Regions from separate parts of the Ovis aries genome. Here region 1 is linked to region 2. Evidence: chromatin contacts called from public Hi-C data. All regions are on one chromosome and are shown on one strand. The core of a region is the stretch at or near the end of the contact, and the rest is flanking DNA. Distances in the headings are between cores, read along the strand shown. Region 1 holds the start of SGPP1 (sphingosine-1-phosphate phosphatase 1). Region 2 holds the start of PPP2R5E (protein phosphatase 2 regulatory subunit B'epsilon).

What was found. A called contact is a pair of places that touch in the nucleus more often than the background predicts.
Region 1: a Hi-C map of hypothalamus shows a contact between it and region 2, with 2.6 times the contacts expected there. The contact joins the promoter of SGPP1 here to the promoter of PPP2R5E in region 2. A contact is called at or near these places in 5 of 16 Hi-C or Micro-C datasets (blood, hypothalamus, omental adipose tissue and 1 more).

The regions. Positions count from the first base shown.
Region 1 is chr7:74,062,937-74,069,917 of ARS-UI_Ramb_v3.0, forward strand. SGPP1 (sphingosine-1-phosphate phosphatase 1) reads right to left here and starts at 3,144. Exons shown (of 3, transcript XM_004010713.6): 1 at 2,305-3,144. The coding sequence starts at 3,000.
Region 2 is chr7:73,874,973-73,882,027 of ARS-UI_Ramb_v3.0, forward strand. PPP2R5E (protein phosphatase 2 regulatory subunit B'epsilon) reads right to left here and starts at 5,431. Exons shown (of 14, transcript XM_012181791.4): 1 at 4,837-5,431; 2 at 2,491-2,654. The coding sequence starts at 2,647.

The DNA of each region.
Region 1 (6,981 bases), core at 1,894-4,393, 190 kb after region 2:
ACAAACACACCTGTCGTGAACAAGCAGCAGGAGCACAAGCAGACGGCGACTGTGAGCCAAAACTGCTGTTACTTAGAAAAGCACTAGGCTTTCACTGTTAATTCCTATCCCACTTCACAATACATACATTTTTTCATTACTCACTCTGGAAATACAAGCCTCCTAAGTACTACAGTACTAATTGGCAGAGAAGAGGACCAAAACACCTTAAAGCAAAGCATGGTACTTTTGTTTTCAATTCATAACAAGGTTTTTAAACAAAAAAGTAAAAAAAATTAAAAGGTCATTTAGGTTTTTTGTACTGAATTATTACAACCATTTATTAATACAGAACTTTCATGTAAGGGAGTCTTTTTTTCAAAACAACTAATCAAAGACAAATAATTACTCAAATTTTGGAAGTTTATTCAAACCTGTAATGGACATGTAAAAGAATAAACAAATTTTACAAGATTAATTCTACTGTAACTGGTCAGTTTCAACATCTGTAAAATGACAGTTTGAAACCAGGAGACGTTTAAGTCCTGACTAGCTCTAATTCTAAAACTGTATGACATACAAAGCCCTCAAACTTTGAATTAAATATACTAGGTTGTTGAAAAACTATACTGTAAGCATACTCTGGTAATTCAAATAACCCTGAAGTGTTAGAATACTGATAGATGCATCCCGTGGTACTGTTTTCAGACTTCCTGTTAACATGTGCTCTCAATGAATGAAGAGGAAAAAAACTACTTTCTCTTACTTGGACTGCTAAAAATTAATTGCTTGCAACATAGCTACTCAATGAGGAGTTTAAAAAGGCTCTATCATTACGGAATCCTGAAAAATCTCATAAAAATTAGAGAAACATCATTAGCTAACCAGTAAATATCATAACTCAATGACAATCTTAAACTCTGAAGTATTTAGATTAAGTGTATTTGAGATATTTACCTATTATGCAAAACAAGCAGCATTACTTTACAATCTGAACATTACTGTGTGTAACTCCTTAGGTTGCATAGGGAAAAAGAAAAAAACATTCATGGTACTCTTCCCTCATAATTCTGCCATTCTTATTACACACATTACACATTTTCCACAGTCTGTAAGCGATGCACTGCCCAGAAGTGTCTGTGAGGACAAGGGTTTATCTATACTGAAATTAAGTCTGAGACAGGTAACTTTACCATAACAGAGTTTACACAGGATGTGTATTTCTCAGAAGATAATTTTGTGCTATAATGGGGGGGATGGAAATCAAGAAGTCTGATTCCTTAGATTCTTCATAGTTATTAACTTTGTTGTTAAATTAAGGGACTGGTCTGCAGAAGGAACAAACCTCCTTACAATTTAAAAGACAGATAACTAACACAACATTGTAAACCAACTGAACTTCAAAAAGAATTTTAAAGTGACCAGATAAAACAGACATCAGTCTAAAAAGAAAGTTTGCTTCTATATAAAAAAGATCTAGCTTTTAAATCTGCATTTACAGACCATGAAAAACCGAAAAATGGGAGGCCAGAAGTAGTACGCAAAATATACAAGTTTTCCTGTTTAAAAACTCACTCATTCCTGGCTGTCAGGCTATCATACTGACCATTTTTACAAGCCCACTGGTCTGACCAAGATCCCTACTTTTAAGACCAACTAAAACCAAGCATTTGCAAAGCTAATTCAACATTCTGTAGCTCAACAACTGACAGTACAGATCAGTGATCCAAAAGCTAATTAAATTGTGTCTATCAGCAAATTAGCAACCACACCCCTTAAAAAGAGCACTCAGGCGGTGCACCATTAACTTCCACTAAGCATGGCTTTCGTTTCAAATTCATTACTTCATTGCCTGAATGACCATGTTTATTTTACAAACACTGTCACCAGAAAAAGTCAATAACTTTACCTACGCCTGAGACACAGATCAGTCTGGGGAAAGGCACCGTATAAAACGGGTGAATCTTAATCACCCAACGACTAATTATAAGCACGGTATACTTAATCATAATGACAGTCTGTGCATCACAAGAATTAAAAACCTTTTATCAACTCAACTAAAGCCCGATGATAATGTATTACTCCACGAACGGTATTTCCTTAGGTTCCAAGAAAAGCATTACTATTAAAATAAGAGTTTGATGGCTAAGTCTTAGGTTTTCCCTACCGTTTCATTATCATTATTTAAGGTAGAAAGGGCCTGTTTGGAGGGTACTGTGAAAACCTGTGGAAAGAGAAGTCTGGGAAGGGAATGGCCAAAATCAAGCGACTGCGGAGAGCAACGAGGGCTCGGAGGCTGTGCGGGGAGAGGACAGGGACCCTTACCTGCCAGCGGCCATAGGTGAGGAGGATCATGGAGATGGGGATGGCGGTGCCGGACATGGCATGGGTGGAGGGCATGCTGTACTCAGAGTTGTAGAAAACCTCCAACTTGACCACGGGTGGCGAGGCGGGCCGCGGCCAGCGGATGATGTCCTTGGTGCACTGGCCCAGGTACATGACCAGCACCCAGATGACCACGAGCCTCCGGCCCACCAGGGCGTCCAGGTTCCAGATCCAGAAGGGGAAGAACAGTATGTAAAAGAGTTCGTTGCCCAGCTCCGTGCCGAAGCAGAACAGGTAGTGGAGAGGCCAGTTACTCACGTGGGCCAACTGGCCCTCCTCGCCCGTCAGCGAGTTGCGGCGCAGAAGCCCCGCGCGCCGCGGCGAGGCTGGGCCCACCTTGGTCGCCCGCCCGTTCCGCACGCCGTTGGGGGCGCCGCCGTCGCCCAGCTTGGCCGGGCACTGATTGCGGTCGCTCCCGGGCGGCGGAGGGCCTCCGGACGCCCCCGGCTGCCGCTCTCTGCGCCGGGATTCTCCGGCGAGGTGCGCCTCCGCCTTCTCATCCTCCCTCGGGTCGGCGGCGGCCGCGGCTGTGCAGCTCACCGGCGCTTCCACCCCGCACAGCTGCTGGAAACGGGCCACTTTCTGCGGGTCCTGCAAACTGCTCATCAGCTGGGCCAGCCACTGCCCCAACGACATGATAACGGAACCCCGCGGCCCGCGGGCCGAAGGACGGCGGCGCGAGGGTGGGCCGGCCCCCGGCGCAGCCCGGATCCGTCTCGGCGCGCCTACGGCAGCGACAACTGCAAGGCGAGCGGCGCCTCCCGCCACCAGCTGGGTTCTGCCGGGTGACGGCGCCACAGGCCGCAGCCGCCGCCGCGCGCCCCCGCCCCGCTCGCCCCTCCCTCGCCGCGCGCGCTCCGCCGCCGCCCTGGCCTCCACGCGCCGGCGCGCGCCCCGCCGGACCCCGCCCCCACGGCCTCTAGAGAAGGGGGCCCGGCGGCGCGGATCAGCCTCGAGCGCACCCGGGTGGCGTGAGGGCGCTGAGGCTCTGCCGAGCGGCGGCCTGGAGGTTCTCCTTATTGATACCCACCAGGCGTCGCGGCGCTTGGCGGGCCGGACTTTGCGCGCCCCTCTTCAACTTCAGCCCTCGCTCCCTGCTGGCTGGGATTGCCGGCTTCTCTCGGTCCGGCGTTGACTGGGAAAGGCCACGATCCTGGTGCCAGGTTCGGCGGTGCCAGTGGCCAAGCATCCGGACGTCTTGCTGGCACAGAATCAAATGGTGAATGGTGAACGAAAGCGAAGTAACTGCCACGCACTCAAGGAATTACAAGTAATTACGGAGATGTCCTTAAAGCCACGTGCCAGTTGACTGGTGGTGACGAGAGTAGGTATAGATCCCAGGACAGTAGGGTGTCATTGACTGTCAAAAGCTCAGAAATAAGTGAAGTAAAACCAATAAATCGCTGAAGTAGTAATTAGTAAATGGATATTGTGCACACACCAAAGAGACAGTTTGTCAACTAGGATCGCTCAAACCAAGATACTGAGTGAGGCATCGGGGTATATTGTTATAAAGCAGCTTATATGGTGAGAAGGTAGTGACTTTTTTCTTCTTCATAGTGATTGGTTATAATAGAATTTTCATGGGTTACCTCATATCAGCCTTGAGAAGCAGTTCAAATTTTGCTTATTATTTCCAAAAAAGTGACTAAGTTGGTTTCGTCTGCCCAAGGAATTAAGACTGGTCTCCGTTTGGTTTTGAATTTAACATATTTTTGTCTAAGTTACCAGATCACAGTTATTCTTAACCTACCTATAGAATTTCCTTTTGATAAATTCCAATAGCTAGCAGGGTTGCACAGAAGATGTGTAATTGGCAGCTGAACTCAGGGGGTAGATTTCTGAGTTTGATAAGGCTGGTTTAGAAACTTAACTTCCATGTCCCACAAGTTACAAATTTGACTTCTAGAAAGAGTGGTTTTTATAAGAAGGGCTCTGAACTCTAGTTCCAGGAAGTTATTTCAGGTACAGTGAATGTCTAAATTTAAAATTTTGAACTTCTTCCAAGAAACAGGCTGGAAAATTCCCCTCTAATGACATATTTCTTATGTCATTAGAAATATTGTATTTTCTTCTTTCCCAGGGAGAATGATTCTCCTCCTCCCACTCCACTTGCCAGGCTGTGACCATAGAAAGATGAATAAACCGTCATCCATGCCCTCAAGTTGCTCACAAGATAAATAGGAGACAGAGATAGATCCCCCTCTGGAGTATAGAGCAGATGGTAAGTTCTAAAACTGAGTCATAAACAACATGTTCTGGGAAGAAGAAGAAACAAGTTGACTAGCAACAGCAAAAAAGTTGTTGAGGTGATCCTGTTAAGCTAGATCATAATTGAAAAGTGAGATATGAATAGTTGGAGAAGCCCATCTTTGGGAAAGAGAAAATGAATAAAGACAGATGGGAATGTGCAAAGACATATTTGGTAAACAGTTAATAGCTCATAGAATACAGAGTAGAAAGGGTAAGTGACTGGAATGGGAAGGGAAGATAGGACCAGATTGTAAAGGCTGGGGATTTTATTTTGCAAGCAGCGCATACATGCTAAGTTGCTTCAGTCGTGTCCGACTCTTCGTGACACTATGGGCTGAAGCCCACCAGACTCTTCTGTCCATAGGATTCTCCTGGTAAGAATACTGGAGTGGGTTGCCAATGCCTTCCTCCAGGGGATCTTCCTGACCCAGGAATCAAATCCGTGTCTCTTACATCTCCTGCATTGGGAGGCAAGTTCTTTACCACTAGCACCACCTGGGGAGCGCTTGTAAGCAGTGCGGGACCATCAAAGGCCTTTCAGCTTGGCCACCAACACCATTAGAACTGTGCTTAGAAAGAGGACTAGGAAGGAAATCAATGGTGAATTGCCACAGTTCAGAGACCAGAGGCCAGGTAAATCATTAGATGATTACAGTAACCAAGTGAGAGAATGAGTGCCTGAACTAGAATCAGATTATGAGAATTGGAAGGAAGGGATTTGAAAGGATCTGCCTGCAATGCAGGAGACCCAGGTTCGATCCCTGGGTCAGGAAGATCACCTGGAGAAGGGCACTGCAACCCACTCCAGTATTCTTACTCGGAGAATCCCATGGACAGAGGAACCTGGTGGGCTATAGTCCATGGTGTCGCAAAGAGTCAGACAGGACTGAGCGACTTTCACTACTCACTACATTTAAATTCATAGCTCTGCAGGCAAACAATAGTCCATCCCTGATTGGAAAATATTGTCTAATATTGAGACATTTCTAATTTAATGAGGAAGACATAACTAGAGAAAACATGCAATTATATTCAAAGATGTAAAGCGAAGCATAATAAACAGTTCTAGGAAGTGAGATACAAGCAATCACTATGTGGAGTGAAAGGCAGGAAGGTGGCATTGGGTTAGCTCTGACTGCTTCTGCCAAACAGATGATTAGCTGGTGTTTAAAGTCAAGGAGCAGCTTTGTAGAGAGAAGTGTCTGTGAGGCAATTTGCACATGCTTTTCTATGAAAATAATTTGTTCAGAGGGGAATTATTCAGGTTCAGCCAAGAAATTTTTAATTCTGGGGATTAGTCTAAAGATAGCAGGGAAAAAAGAATAGAAAACAAAGTAGAAGGTGATCGTTACAGATTTTCTTCAATTTACAATGGTGGTCCTGATAAACCCATCATAAATTGAAAATATCCTAAGTCAAAAATGCATTTAATACACCTAAACTACCTATCAACATAGCTTAGCCTAGCCTACCTTAAGCATAACACTTATATTAGCATACAGTTGGCAAGATCACCTAACACAAAGCCTGTTTTTTAATTAAGTGTTGAGTATCTCATGTAATTTATTGTATACTGGCAGTGAAAGTGAAAAACAGAATGGCCGTGTGGACACAGAATGGTTATAAGTATCTCAGTTATCTAATCTTGTCATCTAGTACTTGACTGAAAGCTGCGGCTCCTTACTCTCCCCTGCCCTGCCCAGCCTGTTGTACTGCATATCCTTAGCTCTGGAAACTATCAAAATTTAGAATTTGAGGTATGGTGTCTACTAAATGTGTGATATCTTTGCACCATCATATAGTCAAAAAATCTTCAATCAATCCATCACAAACCAGGGAATGTCTGTATATCCCGTGGCTGAATTATTTTGTCAGAATGCAATATTCCCTTTAAAAGTAAAGGAAACAGAGATGATGGGGAATGGGAATTTGGCCTATGACTGCACTAAGGAGGAAAAAAAATGCAAGTTGACTGAACTTTAAGGGGCTAGCACTCTCCTGCTAGTACAATAAATCTGTTACTGATTTATTAGCTATTTTATTAGCTGTAAACCAAAGCACCACAGTGAAAAAAAAATAGTAGTTTTGGTGGATTCTATTCACATTCACTCCAAACTTTTCATAACAGAACATCTTAGGACTTAATGGAAATTTAATTGTATAAAAATTCAAATTTAAATATTCTGTGGCAAGCATTTTTAAAATAAAGCATAAACAGTTTTTAAAAGAAAATATTTCTGCCAAGTAAAGATATGACTCTCTGGGTGTGATTCAGTGTCTTGCCTGCAAAGTCAAATGTCTTTTTTTTTCAATTAATTTATTTTTTAATCGAAGGATAATTGCTTTCAGAATTGTTGGTTTCTG
Region 2 (7,055 bases), core at 4,181-6,680:
TCTCTACATTCACTATAATCACCAAGAACATACACACATTTCTAAAATCTGTAAATGACTGTTACTTCTTTGTTATTCTACAGCTGTGGAAATCTATCTTACGGAATGCTTCCTAAATATCTTCCCAAAACGTGCTTATTACACAAGAATCACTTTTAGTCTTTCTGCAATTAAGCTTGCAGGTGTATCTAGTATTATATGATCTTGTTGCTCTCCAATGCTCCTATGCTGGGAAAATACATAAGTTCACAAAAATCACATTTTTGGAGAGTAGAAATCTTGGAAATTTTTCAGTACTATTGGACTACGTTTAAAACATGAGAAAAAGAAATACAAATAGCCAATAAACACATGAAAAGATGCTCAGTGTCACTGATCATTAGGGAAATAAAAACCACAATAACTACCACTTTATGCACATTATGACTGCTATTATCAAAAAAAGAAAAGAGTAAGTGTGAGAATGTGTAGAAATTGGAAGAAGCCTTGGGCACTGCTGGTAGGAATGTAAAATGGTGCAGCTGCTGTGGAAAACAGCATGGCAATTACTCAAAAAATTAAACATATGACCTAGTAGTTCCACTTCTGGGTATATACCCAAAAGAAGTGAAAACAGGGACTCAAACAGATATTTATACACCCATGTTCATAGCAGCATTATTCTCAATAACCAAAAGGTGGAAAAACGTAAGTTTTGTGTGCATGAGTGAGTGTGTGTGTGTGTGTATGTGTGATGGAATATTAATCAGCCTTAAAAGGAAAGAACTTCTGACACATGCTACAACATGGATGAATCTTCAGGACATTACACTAAGCGAGATACGCCAACCACAAGAGAGACAAATATTGTAGGATTCCACTTACACAAGATACCTAAAGTATTCAGATTCACAGACAGAAAGTAGAATGAGGGCTGCAAAGAGGTTAGGGGCAGAGGTAATGGGGAGGCAGTATTTATTTAATGGACACAGGATTTCAGTTGGGGAAAGATGAACAAGTCCTGGAGATGAGAGATGGGGATGGATGCCTTCACAACGCAAAGGTAAATGCCATACCTAATGCATACTTAAAAACAGGTAAGATGACCAACATTATGTTATATATATTTTACCACATTTTTTTAAATAAGGTAAGAAACAACAAAGTGTTGAAACATGAGCCAAATCTGCCTCATGCATGCCTCTGTCACTACTCACAAGACCCAACATCATGGCTCTGAGTGGTCAGTTAAATTCCAATTTAAATGTTTACCATGGACCCCAAGAAATTAATACAACAAAGTTGAAATCTGTTCTAAGAAAGTTTAAACTGCTTCCTCAGAATAAAGTTCTTTGCAAGACAGAGATGATAGTAGTTATCACCTGTCCATTTCAGAGTAAATAAATTAGTAAAGAACCCAAATATACCTCCCAACTTTGTAGTTCAAGCATGGCTACTTTTATCCCTAGCAAGTTTTTCTTTCATTTTTCTTTCAAAGTCTTATAAAGACTATTCTCATGTTTACCAGCAAAATCTTTAGTCAAAAATTCTCTCCACCAAACTCATATGAGCTCATCTTCATTAACTATAGATATATCATCTCTACAGTAATCAATATTCATTTCATGTCCACCAACTTCAAGTTTACACTGGGAAAAACATAAGCATAAATTCCTATGGGAAAAACAGAAGCTTGAAATATCCTCCGCTACATTTTCTAGTCCCACTCCAGCTTTTCTTTTTCTTTTTTTTTTTCAGCTTTTCTTATGATACCTTTCTTATAATACCTTTGTAACAATTTCACAAATCATTATAGAAATAAATGTGCACTAACTAGCAACCAAGTTTTTTATTTCCTTTGAGCTTAAAGGAAACCAAGTTTTTAAATTTCCTTTGAGAATAAAGTCTAATTTAGAAAAAAAACAGTTCTCATAAGAACTTATCCATAATTAATTCCACAAACAAGAATGATCATCAAATCCATTTCCTGTTTGTACTATCTGAAAACAAGAATGCGGGTAATCAATTACTGACCATTTTTTCTCAATTTGAAAAAAAGAATTATTTCAAGTATCATTTTCTATATATAAGTTAATGGTACCATATCCTCTACTACTTCCTGTGATTAAGATTGTACAATTTATAGGTGTCATTGCATACAATGTATACATCTAAATCTCAACAGAAGAAAAAAAGAAAAACACAGACCCAGACACCTTAAAGTTTCTGTGGCGTTTAGTTTTTCTATTTATCAGTGTTAGAGATACTCCTGATAATAAGTTTTTTTTCATCTGTCCATGGCTATTTAGGTTCAACTGAGCCCTCTAAAAGGGGGAGTGGGTATACCTGGTCACAGACCAGTAACTTGTCTAAAACATGTCTGAAAAGTCTCCCATTCCTTCAACTTGCAACAAAGAATTTTAACAAATATGGAACTTACAAAAAGAAAATTATATACAGATATAAAAAGATCAATTGAAAAGGAATCCATCACCTGGTCATGAGCCTTACCTTTTAGCAGCGGCAGAGGTGTTAACTCAATAGGCTTGCCTTGAGACCTAAACTGTGAGGAACTTTGCGACCTCTTCTGTCTGGCTTTTCTGACGGACTTCCGAGAAAATCCGTCTACTTTATCCACTGATGGAGGAGTAGTTGGTGCTGAGGACATATCCCTACTGAAGAGAAAGAAGTATCATCCACATACCCCCAAGGTGGAAGCAAACAAGTGAGTTACACAAATTCTAAAACTCCCACACACTTTTTTTTAAAATGAGAATATGGGGGGGAAAAAAGCAAAATCAATTAACAGTTCTATATTCAATGGGAAAACAGAAAAACTTGGTGGAAAATAGAATATAAGTACTATATAAACAATATTGTAATGCTAATGCCTTGTGCTGCTTCTACAATATGCGGTAAAGATGTTCATTTATACCTGAAAAAACTCTAAGCCATGTACTCATTTTTTAACTGCACAGCTCTTCTCATCTTGAGATCCTAAATTAATTTTGGAGCTATTCTGCAACTGGAAAACTTCCATCGATACATTTTCCCAAGATATTTAATATTATGAATGGGCTCTGGAGTTGAAATCCTTATGGTACTTCAAGAATCTACACCAATGGATCACAGCAAGGTGAAATTTACAATTTCTGAACTAACAAGGCATGACTTTTTAATGCAATGTCCTAGCTAAGATAAACGACACCATACCACCAATGAAGACAGGCTAGATTACTTTAAACAGAACACATAAAGGGCATAATTAAAATCATTTCAAAGAAGTCTTTTTGAAAGAAGCCATCTGATGTTACTAAAGCTTAAAAACTATGATGAAATCATGCACCAAAATTGACCTAAGAACCTAAATTCACAGCCTACTTAGACAACAAAGTTGAGTTCCCTTGAAGTTCATCATCAAATATTAATTTTCATTCCATCAAACTAATGGAACAGAACAGTTCCTTGAGATTTTCTTTAACCTTCTCAAATTATATAAAATGAAGGCTATTTCCTAAAAGTAACAAGCATTAAGCTCAGTTTCATTCACCAATTTAAACAGATGCCCTCATTTCCATGGCACAGAAGCTCCACCATGCCCCATGTAAAATAAATGGCAGTCTTTAATAGAAATAAGGCACATAGTGGAAATGCTGAAATGCAATCACTCACCTGGCATCCCTACATAACATGAGTGGTTTTTAACCTCTAAATAAAAGAGTAAGGGAGTTTCTTTCTGAACGTGTGAGAATAAAAAGTTACCTGGATTAGCAGAATTCTGACAGAGCAAAAATAACAAAAACAGAAATCAAGAACAAACAAGACCTTATAGTGCTGAGGTTTGGGATGCTGAAGTCCGTTTGGCTCTTTTTAAAAAAAAGTTTTTTAGCAATCTACCTAATTTAGCCTCAAATACAATGTGATAGATAATTGCCAAGCATGAATGACTGCAGAAGATCACTTAAAAATTCATAATGAGTGCATCTACAAGAAGCTCCACATCACGTTTGTATGTTGCAAATTTAGGGGCAGCTTTCTTTTCCAATCTGGTATGAGTTATTTAGATTACATGTAACCCTCACAACACAAAATTTCCGTAAATCCTGTTCCTCCATCACTCGTTTTGTCTCCCCTTTATTCTTCACGTCTCATAGAGATGTTACTGGTAGCAAAAAAAAAAAAAATTTTTTTTTTTTAATCACTTGACCCTTATGCCCGCGGCCCAGGATAAACGTCAAGGATCTCAACCCTAAAGCGCTGCAGAACTGAACGTGTTTTGCAGCGGGTCGGTGCAAAGCCCGGGGAAACAGGTTTCGCCCCGAACTAGAGCGCCCAAGCTTTATCATCCTCTGAGCAGCAGGCACAGGGCATTTCCACGGCTCAGGATAATCCAAAGAGGGTGCTGGGGTGGAGAAGAAAGACAGACAAGGGGTTGGTCTGTAGGGATGCTCACACACTCCCTTTGCTCCCACCCACCCCATCCCCCCACTACCCGAAGCCCTGGAGAAGCTAAGCTGCTACAGAATCCTTCTCACTACACCAATCCCCCTTTCCTCCCCCCTCCGCCTCCATCAGTGGATAAAGGGGGACAAGAATACGCCTCCAGTGCCGGAAGGTGGAGAAAAAGGGGGGGAGGGGGCAAACAGAACGAGAGACAACATCAGAAGCAATTGCAGGTAAATCAGACAAGTGGGACCGACGCTCCCTCTCCCGCGCCTCATCCCACCGCACCCCTCGCCAGCTCGGGCCAGGCCTTTCCCGAGGCCGGTGCCCTGCGGGTTCTCCAGGAGGACGGGGAAGAGGCAAGCAAGGAGGAAAGGAAGCGGACAAGCCGCGAGGCTGGAGGGACGAAGTTACCTTGAAGCTTCTGGAGAAGAATCCAAAGATGATCTGTGGTTTCGGAGGGGCGGGAGACTGGAGAGAGGGCCGCAGCGGGGGCGGGTGGCGGGACAGGGACGTGCAGGGGGAGGTCCGGACAGCGGCAGGGAGCCCGGGGCGACGGCTGTCCGGCGCGGCGTCCCTCCGGTTCCGCGGCGGCGGCGCCTCTAGGCCTCACAGCCGGACCTGAACCTCAGCGCTCCCGCGGCGGCAGGGGCCTCACGATCCTCCCCCGCGGGCCCGTCCCATCAAATCGGCACCGACCCGTTGCGGCTCCGCCGGTGGCTCCTCGCTCACATTCCCGGCGGGCGGCGCCTCTGCTCGTTGCCTCGGACCCGGCGGCAGAAGCGACGACGAGGGGAGGGGGGAAGGGAGGGAGGAAGACTGAAGCCGCAGCAGCAGCAGGAGAAGGAAGGAGAAAGAGGAGGAGTCGCTGGGGCTGGAGCCGCTGCTGCCAGAGCCTCAGTTTGATACCCGCGGTGGGTCCCCGTCAATGCCCCTTTCTCTCTCCTATTGTCAATATCACCGGGCGGCTGAGTCCATGGCACACGCGCAACCGAACCTTCTCGCCAGCAGCGCCCGCCTCCGGCGCCCACTCACTGGAAACTTCAAACGGGAAGCAAAGCTTCATTGGTCGGCGTGCGCCTTCACTCCCCTGTCAGCATGTTCGGCTGAGAGCCGATCGCGGATTGGCGGCGGGGGGGGGGGGGGGGGAAACAGGAGGGTGGGAAGAGAGGAGACCAAGGATTGGACTACGGCGAGAAGAACCCGGATGCAGCCGCGTTCTCAGGCCGCGCTGCCGCCGCTTCCGCCAAACCGTAGGGTAGGCCGATGAAAAGAGCTGCTGCAGCGAATAGGCCTAACTGGAGCTGCTAAAGCTCGGGAGGTGTGCAGCGGACATAAATACGAAGGGTTTCTGTGCAGTGCGGAACCTCTGGGCGGCGGTCGTCTGCAACTTGAGGATTCCGAGGGCAAGGGTCGGGTAATCCCCGGCCCTCGATTCCTCCCCTTTCAGCCGTGAGACTGACCCTCGCGACGGGAACGAGCGCCGCTGCTCCTGTAAATGGGCCCTTCGCGGCTCGCGGCCGTAAACCCCCAGCAGTCGCTCTCCGCTCCACCTTGTGGGAGGCCTGGCACCGAAATCCGAACCCCTGGGACCCGGCCAAGGGTTGGATATCGCTTCGAGTTCTCTCTCGTCCTCGTCTCCTTTTTCCTGAACCTCTATTTTGAATGTCAGCTCCCTGGAGCTGCTGCAAGCCTGGTTGGGGCCAGGTCGGTGTGGCGGGCGCAGGTGGGAACGCTGTCTCTAAGCCCCGAGATCATTTACTGAGAACAGCCGCTTGGGCTAACCCGCTGCACAGAGCTCAGGGAAGCCCAGCTCCAAACCGTGGGAGTTTGGGAGCTTTTAATTGGCAAGTTGGATCCGAAAGAGTTTGCGGCGAAGGCTTCACTTAACTCTAGCTAGAACAAGTGATTAAATATTTAGAGACATGGTTGTATTCTTAGTGAGCCCTAAGCCAAGTGGTGAAGTCCATGGGGTCGCAAAGAGTCGGACACGACTGAGTGAACAGCCGAAGTGGTGCATTACCAGAGAATATTCTTGAACCGTTGCTCTGTTCGAGTGCATGCTACATTTGTCTTTTGAGAGGATGAAAAAAAAAAATTAAGTACAAATGCCAAGGTACCAAATGTTCAAAACTTGGATAATGAAAAAAAAAAAAGCAAGCATTTATAATCATTCAACCCAGAGACAACTACCGTTAGCATTTTGGTGTACTTCCCTCCAGCATTTTCTTCTTTAAAATTGATTGTGTATTCCTTTCTGTAGACTTTGAACTTTTCCACTTGGCATTATATCATGTTTTCCATGTAAGTAAAACTGTCCCATGCATACAACTAACAGCAGGAAAAAGAAATGCTTTTATTTCTCTTGTTTGTGTTGTTTAACACTCAAGTGTTGCAAATTTCTATGCATATCCCCAAAAATGAGTCTTGAATGAAAAAAAAAAATTTGTCATTAAAAATATAGGAAGCCGAAAAAGTTGGTGCTCTTAGATGGAAGTGGGTTTCCCCCACTGGCTCCAGATGATTGGCCACTATAGTGTCTGTGTTTGCTCTGAAAAGTTCCATCTCCCCTGAGCATTATAAAACTGGCTAGAATACCAGTCTCCCTCCCACCTTCAAGAAACTTGCATTTC